3 separate regions of the Ovis aries genome follow, and regions 1 and 3 are each linked to region 2. The links are chromatin contacts, called in public Hi-C maps. All regions are on one chromosome and are shown on one strand. Each heading gives the region's core, a stretch centred on a gene start, on an enhancer-like site or on the middle of the called end of the contact. The rest is flanking DNA. Distances are from core to core; before and after follow the strand shown.

Region 1 (3,013 bases), core at 245-2,744, 490 kb after region 2:
AATCTCTTACTTTCTAGTGCAGCTTTTTTATTTTAGCCACTGTGAAATAAACTTCTTACAACCTAAGACATCTCCGAACTCCAGTTGTTGACAGGATTTATGAGACTCAGGTTTGCAGTAGACTCTGAGGCCCCTTTCCCTTCACACTTTGTGTTCACCCCAGTCATGCACAATCTTGCCAGGATCATCCTGAAGTCGGGGTGGTAGTTTTCATTTGTCCTAGCAAAAGTTGTTGTTATTCAGTTGCTAAGTCGTGTCCAACTCTTTGTGACCCCATGGACTGCAGCATGCCAGGCTCCTCTGTCCTTTGCTCTCTCAGTTTATTCCTTTAATTTTAATTGGCAATTTTACATATGTTCATACTTCTATATTTTATATTATCTCCTTTTTACAAAATACAAAGAATACTTTCTAGGAAATATTTCCATTTACAGATACTAAATTCATTATGAACATTGACTCCATGTTCATTCCTTGAGCCTTTCTTTATTCTGTATTCCTTCCTTCCTCCATTGCTTTTTCTTCTTAGCTAAACCATCAAATGACTCTCCTGCTATTCTACATTTTTGCTGATAAGCAGTTCCTACAATTAACAACCTTATCTTTCTCTGTGTGAGAAAAACAAATTTAATGCCTTTTAATAAGGAAGTTGGAAGGACAAGGAGACATTTTATTGCCATGTTGATTTTGATAAGACTGAAAATACCTGATGGGCTGGTGACTGCACAGAATAATTATACACTTGGTTTTTCATTCCTCTTTATATTGGTACTTCAATATTTCTTGTAGCTGTATTTCTGAAATAGCTAGCTATATAATGTAGAAATCATGAACAAACAGACCTCCCTGAGCGATGTGGTAGCCTTAAAGTCAGTTTTTCTTTGTATCTGATTCACATCTTGTGTTTGTTGCTCTCAGCTGACCAACCCCAGGGCTGAGAATCAGAAAACATGGTTCCAGCGCTTCTAAAAATTTGCTCTTGACTTAGGGAAAACAGCCTGATTTTTCTCTCCTTTTCTGTAAATCGGGAGTGTGTATGTATGTAAAAGATCTCTGAAATCTCTTCCAGGTCCAGCATTCTATAATTGCAGCTAATTCATTTCAAAAGGGAAAAAAAAAAAAAAAAAGCCTATTTCCAGAAAAAAGTCTGCTTTAAGGCTTTTAAAGTTAAAAACCATTTGAAATGTGGATAATAGAGCCTCCATTTATCTGGGGCTAAATGTTTGCACACCCAAAATGAAGGCTGAATAAAGCCTATTGCTTTGAAATGAGTGAAGTCTCTAAGATCGCAATGGGTCCCGAACAGAAAGACCTCTGTGAGGCTCATCAGAGTGGCTTCTACCCTTATTTCCTGTCCATCCACATGCTGAATCCTGTGACGTGGGTGTTTCTGTAATTTCATTCTACAAAGAGGAAAACTGTCGGTGTTGCAGAGAGTAGTTATTGCCTTGGGCAGGGCCGTCAGAGTCTACACAGCTCCCGGAGAGTGAATAAGAATCATCTTCCAGACTCTGGTGATTTTTGTTAACGATCTTCCTTGGGGTGTCTTCAGGACTGTTCCCTTTAAGTCAAGGGCAAACAATGAGAATGAACACATACTGTTCTCTGAATAAAAACTCTTCAGATAAACACAGAGCAGCTAGGGAAACAGAAGGTTAACCGGGTGTCAGGGTGCCTTCTCCATTAGGTTGGCAGCTCTTAGAGGGGAGGGCTTCTGCTTTATTGAATTTGGTGAATCAAGAAGTGCCCTCCAGCCCCACCCTTACACCTGAACTCTTTCCATTTTCACAGTGAAGTTGAGTATATTCATTTATCCTTCAGGGCAGGGAAAAGATTTAAAATTTGGAACCTCCTATAGGACCCAGCACTGCTCCAGGCTCTCCACAAATTGCTCATTCTGTGACTCTGTAAGCACTCAGTATCTACTTGCTGACAGTGAATCGCCTGGGCTGACCAGAAAAAAAATGAGGTGGTTTGGACTGGGAGCCCCTTGATAAACTGCTGATTTAGTCTCTCAGTGTATTCCTCCTGTCCCCCAACCTCACGAGATTGTTTTGAAAAGTAAGAATTCTCAGTGAATCCCTCAGGGTCCCAGTTATCTTCGCTAAAGCAGAGGTCAAGACCCGAGAACCGTGGGCTTTAATTATGGTTTAAGGAAACAATGCTTCCACTTTAACAGCCTTTCTAATTAGTGACACTCTGGAAGATTCAAGCAGGTAACCCAAGGTGTTCTTAGCAAATTTCCGCAGCTTTTAAATCCATCTTTGAATACCAACTCTGCCCTTTCAGCACTCATCCTTTTTTCAAAGGGCAAAGATTAACCATTACATAATAGTATGTATTTTTTGAGCTTGTATTTTGCACCATACACCCTGTGTAACCATTATACTGACAAAAGAAAAAAGATGCTTATTGAACTAAGTTGTTCATTCCAGTAAATTCTAATGATAATCAAACCAAAGCAACAGAGATTATTTTTCTGAGCATTTGGTCGCAATATTCCATCTTTAAGAGTTTATCATAAAAGGATTTCACTTACATTTATAAAGATGTCTTCTTCCATTTATCCTTTGATGATTCAGAGTATTAAATTTTACTAGCGTTTCTCTTTCTCCAAGCTCAGCAAGTTAAGACAGCATCATCATTGATTTCTGCGTCATGTTAGAGCAAACATATTTCTTTCTCCTTTTTCCTTCAAAGAAATAAAATCTTTATGTGCTCTCTGCGTGGGTTAGGGGAAGTAACAATACTAGGGTTTGTTCCAGTCCGTTGTATTAACTTCAGAGGTAAGGACTGTAATCCTTTCAAGCACTGCCCTCTAGTGGGGAGAATAAATATCAACACTTCAGTACTCTAGCCTGGAAAATCCCATGGATGGAGGAGCCCGGGGGGGGGGGGGGGGGGGGGGGGCTGCAGTCCATGGGGTCGCTGAGAGTTGGACACGACTCAGTGACTTCACTTTCACTTTTCACTTTCATGCATTGGAGAAGGAAATGGCAACCCACTCCAGTGT
Region 2 (3,208 bases), core at 336-2,835:
AACAGCTGGTCATGTGGAAATTCTTTGGAATGCTCACTTGTCCTGCAAAGGCAGGGGGAAAACAGATACCAGGTGTAGTGTTTGTCATTGTTACACAGAATTGTTTTACTAGAGATCTTTACATGATTTTAATCGCCTTTCTCCTACCAAGACTGCTCATCTATCAACAGTGTGAAGGCCCTGAGGATGCTAAGTGCAGTTCAGTGGGTGTCAGGACTGCGCTGGAATTGTTTTCTGTGCTGAAACGTTCCTTCCATCAAGATTCGGGACCCTCCCGTGATTAAAAGTTATCCTTTGTTCTCGATTACCTTGGGATGAACCTCGAATTTCTTAAGCGTGACACAAAGAATTTGACTCTTGAGGGGTTCTCCAAGCTCATGTGTCGCTTCTTCCCCCTTGAATTCTTTGTTCCAGCCAGATGACAGACACTACGGATGAACTCAGCTCTCCTTCCTTCTTGGGCACAAGTAGCACCCTTTCCTGGTACCCTGGCCGACTCCGACTTGTCCATCCCTCATTTCTTTCTTTTGTGTAATTCATATTTTTCAGGGTGGGTATATAGTTGGGATTCTCTAGTACATTTCCTTAAGAGGTTTGGTTTCGGTTTATGCTCTTTAATCTTTGTTTCCCAGAGTTTCTATAGAAATTGCTTAAATGGAGTAGGAGGGAGCTAGGGGCGAGCACAGAATGACCTTCCCCAGGGTTACAGATAAGTGAGATTAGGAGAGATATGACCTGTTGGGCGTTTGCAAAGGGACGGGTCCGCGGAGGCCAACCCACCCTTCGGAGGTTAACCCACCCTTCTGAGGTTAAAGTGCGGAATCTCAGAACCGGATGTTACCGCAATTTGCAGTTACTCTTGTAAGAGACTGCAGGCTGTACGGATGGGTCAAGAGGAAGCCTAAGGGCTTGTGTCACGTAAGATAAGGAGTGCTTGCGCTCCAGGCTCGAAAAAAGGAAGGCGAAATGTCATTTCTAGTGGGTTCCCTTCTATCCACTCCAAAAGGGACAGACGGTTGCTCTTAACAATCGCGCGCTCTAAGAAGAGCTGGGTAGTGGCCGTAAGCGAGTGTGAGTGTAAAGACACCATTTCCTCTCGCCCTTTGCGCACTAAGATGTCTACGTGGGGTCCGGGGGAGGCACAGTTCGCGGGACTCCGCGGCGTGCGAACCTCAGCCCCAGTTCCTCGCTGGCCCAGGCCTGGAGCGGGCTCTGCGAGATTTCGGAACCCAGCGCGAGTCCTCAGGGCGAGTTCCGGAGCGCAGAGGGTCCGCCTGGCGTGCCTGGCGGTCTGGCAACTGCGCCCACCTGGGCAGTCCCGTGCCCACCCGAGGCTCTCCGCAGAGAGCCCCGCCGGGCGGAGAGGCGCGACGGCTGGAGATGGCCTCTCGGCGCCCTCTGCGCGTCGGCATTCTTCGCCCGGCAGTCGGGGCGCCCTCAGCCGCGGCCCCGGGCGGAGGAGACGAGTTTCCGGGGCTCGCGTCCCGGCCGCCAGCCTGGGGAAGGAGCGCGGAAGCGAGTGGGCGGCGGGAGGCGGGGCGCGGGGCGCGGGGGGCGTGGACCGGCCGGCTTTGGAAAGGCCCCAAGTGAATGAGGCGCGCGCCGGCGGCAGAGCGCCTCTCCAAGCTGGGCTTTCCCCCGCGGCGCGGGCGCCAGGAGCCGCCTTTTCCGCTGGGTGTCACTCGGGGGTGGGGGATATGGCCCATTCAAAAGCGCCGCGAGGGGGCCCGGCCAGTGCCCTTCAGTGAGCGCTCGCAAGAGGACGGCGGAGCCCCGGCGGCTCGCAGCTCCGGGACCTTGTGGCGCATCAGGACGCGGCTGCCCTGCTGCCCGGACCCCGAGCCGCCGCCGCCGCCGCCGCCGCCCTGCTTTCTGCGCGTTAGCCTCCTCTGCGCGCTCCGGCCCGGAGGCCGCGGGAGCCGTTGGGGCGAGGACGGCGCGCGGCTGCTGCTGCTGCCCCCGACCCGGGCGGCTGGAAGCGGAGAGGCCGAGCCGAGCGGCGGCGCCCCCTATGCCGGGAGGATGTTGGAGAGCAGCGGCTGCAAGGCGCTGAAGGAGGGCGTGTTGGAGAAGCGCAGCGACGGGCTGCTGCAGCTCTGGAAGAAGAAGTGCTGCATCCTCACCGAGGAGGGGCTGCTGCTCATCCCACCCAAACAGCTGCAACACCACCAGCAGCAGCAGCAGCAGCAACAGCAGCCCGGGCAGGGTTCGGTCGAGCCGTCCCAACCCGGAGGCCCCGCCGTGGCCAGCCTCGAGCCGCCGGTCAAGCTCAAGGAATTGCACTTTTCCAACATGAAGACCGTGGACTGCGTGGAGCGCAAGGGCAAGTACATGTACTTCACCGTGGTGATGGCTGAGGGCAAGGAGATCGACTTTCGGTGCCCGCAGGACCAGGGCTGGAACGCCGAGATCACGTTGCAGATGGTGCAGTACAAGAATCGCCAGGCCATCCTGGCGGTCAAGTCCACGCGGCAGAAGCAACAGCACTTGGTCCAGCAACAGCCTCCGCAGCCGCAGCCGCTTCAGCCCCAAAGCCAAGCCCAGCCGCAGCCTCAGTCCCAAGCCCAGCCGCAGCCCCAACCCAAACCGCAGCCCCAGCCCAAACCCCAGGCTCAGCCGAAGCCGCAGCCGCAGCCGCTTCATCCGTACCCGCATTCGCACCCTCACCCGCACCCGCACCCGCACGCGCACCCACTACCGCACCCGCACCCACCGCCGCTCTCGCAGGCGCACGGCCACCGGCTCCTCCGCAGCACCTCCAACTCGGCCTGAAGAGGGCAGCACCCGGCCCGAACGCGGTAAGGTCGGCGCGGGTCCGGGGAGCGGCTCTGGGGGTGTCAGAGCCGGAAGCCTGCTCACGGGTTCGGCTCTTGGGTGGGCAAGGGAGCAATGAACCTGGGTTTCTGGGAGGTGGAGAGAAGGGCACAGGCTGCAGGCAGCAGAGGCCGGGCGGGGAGGGCAGGCTGAGGAACGCGCGCTGGGCGGGAAGGTGCCCGCAGCGCCGCCGACCCGCCCGCGTCCGGGACGCGCGCCCCCGGCCCCGGCCGCGCCGCCGGCCGTCTCCTGGCGCGCTCGGCGCCGCTGGACTGCGGGCACTCGAGGGAGCGACCCCGGTGTTTGTCTTAGCTCCTTTGTCCGCGGGCCGGATGCCAAGAGAACTGGGCTGGTAGGAATCCGAGCTTCTCACTTCCGTCCGTGTCATTTCTTT
Region 3 (2,987 bases), core at 49-2,548, 320 kb after region 2:
TCACATGTTCACAGAAAGGCTTGATGTTCTTAAACGTTCATGGAAGCTCTATCTATTGTTGTCCAAACTGGGAACAACTCAAATGTCTGTCAATAGACGAATGAATAATAAAGTGATCCATTTTATGGTATATCCTAAAATAAACACTGCGGCGGCTGCTGCTGAGTTGCTTCAGTCGTGTCCGACTCTGTGCGACCCCAGAGATGGCTGCCCACCAGGCTCCCCCGTCCCTGGGATTCTCCAGGCAAGAACACTGGAGTGGGTTGCCATTTCCTTCTCCAATGCATGAAAGTGGAAAGTGAACGTGAAGTCGCTCAGTCGTGTCCGACTCTTCGCGACTCCATGGACTGCAGCCTCCCCGGCTCCTCCGTCCATGGGATTTTCCAGGCAAGAGTACTGGAGTGGGGTGCCATTGCCTTCTCTGAAAATAAACACTACTCATTAATAAAAAAGGAAAGAAGCTAGGGAAAAAAAAAGAGTACATAGTGTATGATTTAATTTATTTAAAATTCTAGAAAATTAAAAATAACCTATAGGGACAGGAGGCAGACAAGTGACTGCCTGAATCTAGGGCAGAAGTGAGAGTGGCAGGTAAGGCTGATAGTGAAGGAGAAAAGGGAAGGGGCATAGGAAACTTTTGGGACACTGGATATACTCATAGTCTTGGTTGTACTGATGGCTTTTGGGTGTATACGTTATGTCAAAATTTAACAGACTCTACACTTCAAATATATGTCATTTATTGCATGTCAGTTATACATATGATAAAGCTATTTTTTAAAATCACCTTTTCCAAACTATGAACTGTATACTTTATGTAGAAGACTCCATAATCACTTAAAAATAAGATAAAATGGGAAATTATTTGTACCTCAATAATTGGTAAGAGAGGCCTTCCCTTCAAATCAAAATCCATGGTCTGGATCCTAGATCTTGGGGAGCTGAGAAAGGGTCAGAGGCATGGTCTCAAGGTTGCACCAGCTTAAGCTGCCTGTGAAGTCAGTGTGTGTGTGTTAGTCGCTCAGTCATGTCTGACTCTTTGCAACTCCATGGACTGCAGCCCTGCGGGCCCCTCTGTCCATGGAATTCTCCAGTACCCAGGAGGTAATTTCAGGGTCATTGGAAAGGGGATGGTCAGAGGGTAGAGAACTAAGCGAATGTGCCGGCAGTGGGGAAACAAGGACAGAATAGAGAAGAAAGGCAGAGTGTTGTGACTCCGAGAGGAACATTACTCAGGAAGCCACGTGGGCAGGACTAGGGTAGAGTCTGAAGCTCAGTGAGAGGAAGCCAAGGGGCAGAGGTGAAAAGAGGCAAATGCGGGCACAGGCGAAAGTATGAGCTTGCGGTGAATCAGCCCTTTTGGATTTCCCCTGGTCAATGTTTCATGAGTTTCACTGGTGTTAGGCAAAGTCTCAAAGCAAAAGAAATGCACTCACTCAACTGTTGTAAGACATTACATAATTAACAGCCATCATTGTCTTGTATGCGTTATGGAAATATCCAGGTTGAAACCCTTAATGAATGTGATGTAAAGAAAAGGAATCTACAATTTGTTTGTTTAAATGTGAGTGTAAGAAGGTATTCAGAAAGTGTGTTTTCAGGACTACCACAGGGCTCCATTAAGGAATTTCCATTGGTCTGGGCTATGAAATAGAGTTTTTATTCTAATATGCCAGATGGCACTTGGCAAAGGTGTGTATTTAGGTATGATATTTTATTAATAATGCTTTATATTTTCATAGCATTTTAGAGTTTATAAAATTCTTTCACGTGTGTTTTATCTTACTCATGTAGAATGTAGGGATTCCATTTTTTATTAGGATGATTAATTGCTACACTGATAAAGATTAATGTTATTAATATATACCAAATACTCTGTGAAGTAAATTTCAGGGTAGGCGAAATAATAAGGATTTATTGTGGGCCATTAGCTAAGTTTAGCAGAGAAGGCAATGGCACCCCACTCCAATACTCTTGCCTGGAAAATCCCATTGGTGGAGGAGCCTGGTAGGCTGCAGTCTATGGGGTTCCTAAGAGTCAGACATGACTGAGCGACTTCACTTTCACTTTTCACTTTCATGCATTGGAGAAGGAAATGGCAACCCACTCCAGTGTTCTTGCCTGGAGAATCCCAGGGACGGGGGAGCCTGGTGGGCTGCCGTCTATGGGGTCGCACAGAGCTGGACACGACTGAAGCGACTTAGTAGCAGCAGCAGCAGCAGCAGCAGCAGCAGCTAGGTTTAGAAATCATCAAAACAAAACTTTCAGTAGGCAATTTAGAAATAATTGAACCTATACGGCAACCACTAGCCATGTGTTTGTTTTCAATTGTGAATTATTAAAATTAGATAAAATTAAATATTCATTCCTCAGTCGTAGTACTCACATTTCATGTGCTGCTCAGTATGGCCAGTGGCTACCGTATTGGGTAGCACAAATGTGGACCATTTCCTCCTTTGCTGAAGTTCTACTGGACAGTGCTGATCTAGACAAATTCCCTTCTATTTTCAGTGGCTGAAAACACACTTACTTGAGTTTAATTGTAGGATTGAGGAATTTGAGATCCAAAGGGGTTAAATGATTTACACAAAGTCACACAAGAAAAGCCTGAAATGAACCCAGACCTCCTGACTTCTGTGCAGGTGATCATTTTAGCGACTCACTTACACTGCTCGCAAAATTCACACACGTTGATAGAAAGGAAAGTTGCCTCTAATCAGAATGCCAGCAATCTGGGGGGATGGTGGAGTTGGCATCCCTCCCAAATCCACTCCCTGATTCTGCTCGACCATGAATGTTTTAAAGGGAAGAAGAGAAGTCATCTCAGTGAATCATCAAGATGAGGGGTCAGAGTTGTCTCCATCCCTCGCTGGGTGTAGGCTCCTGTGGTCTCCCTCTCGATGTTATCTTGTTCACAAAGTTTGTTTGGAAGATTACTGAACGGGCAGCCAGGGAAGAGACCTGGTCATCTCTTACTTATTTTTCAT

Evidence for each region. Hi-C and Micro-C count contacts between places; a contact is called where the count stands out from the background.
Region 1: a contact with region 2 is called in a Hi-C map of hypothalamus, with 5 times the contacts expected there. The contact joins the enhancer-like site here to the promoter of PHLDA1 in region 2. A contact is called at or near these places in 12 of 16 Hi-C or Micro-C datasets (blood, hypothalamus, liver and 6 more).
Region 3: a Hi-C map of liver shows a contact between it and region 2, with 3 times the contacts expected there. The contact joins the enhancer-like site here to the promoter of PHLDA1 in region 2. A contact is called at or near these places in 2 of 16 Hi-C or Micro-C datasets (liver and tail adipose tissue).

Annotation. Positions count from the first base shown.
Region 1 is chr3:111,580,367-111,583,379 of ARS-UI_Ramb_v3.0, reverse strand. No RefSeq gene overlaps it. Among named protein-coding and RNA genes, the nearest start is that of KRR1, 47 kb to the right of the region's middle. Within about 2 kb of position 1,494, at least 5 of the 54 cell types and tissues checked have an H3K27ac peak or open chromatin away from gene starts, as enhancers often do. A contact at or near this core is called in hypothalamus, where this site is marked.
Region 2 is chr3:112,065,775-112,068,982 of ARS-UI_Ramb_v3.0, reverse strand. It overlaps PHLDA1 (pleckstrin homology like domain family A member 1), which reads left to right and starts at 1,585. Exons shown (of 2, transcript XM_012173944.4): 1 at 1,585-2,798. The coding sequence starts at 1,591. The coding sequence ends at 2,772.
Region 3 is chr3:111,747,577-111,750,563 of ARS-UI_Ramb_v3.0, reverse strand. No RefSeq gene overlaps it. Among named protein-coding and RNA genes, the nearest start is that of KRR1, 210 kb to the right of the region's middle. Within about 2 kb of position 1,298, at least 3 of the 54 cell types and tissues checked have an H3K27ac peak or open chromatin away from gene starts, as enhancers often do. A contact at or near this core is called in liver, where this site is marked.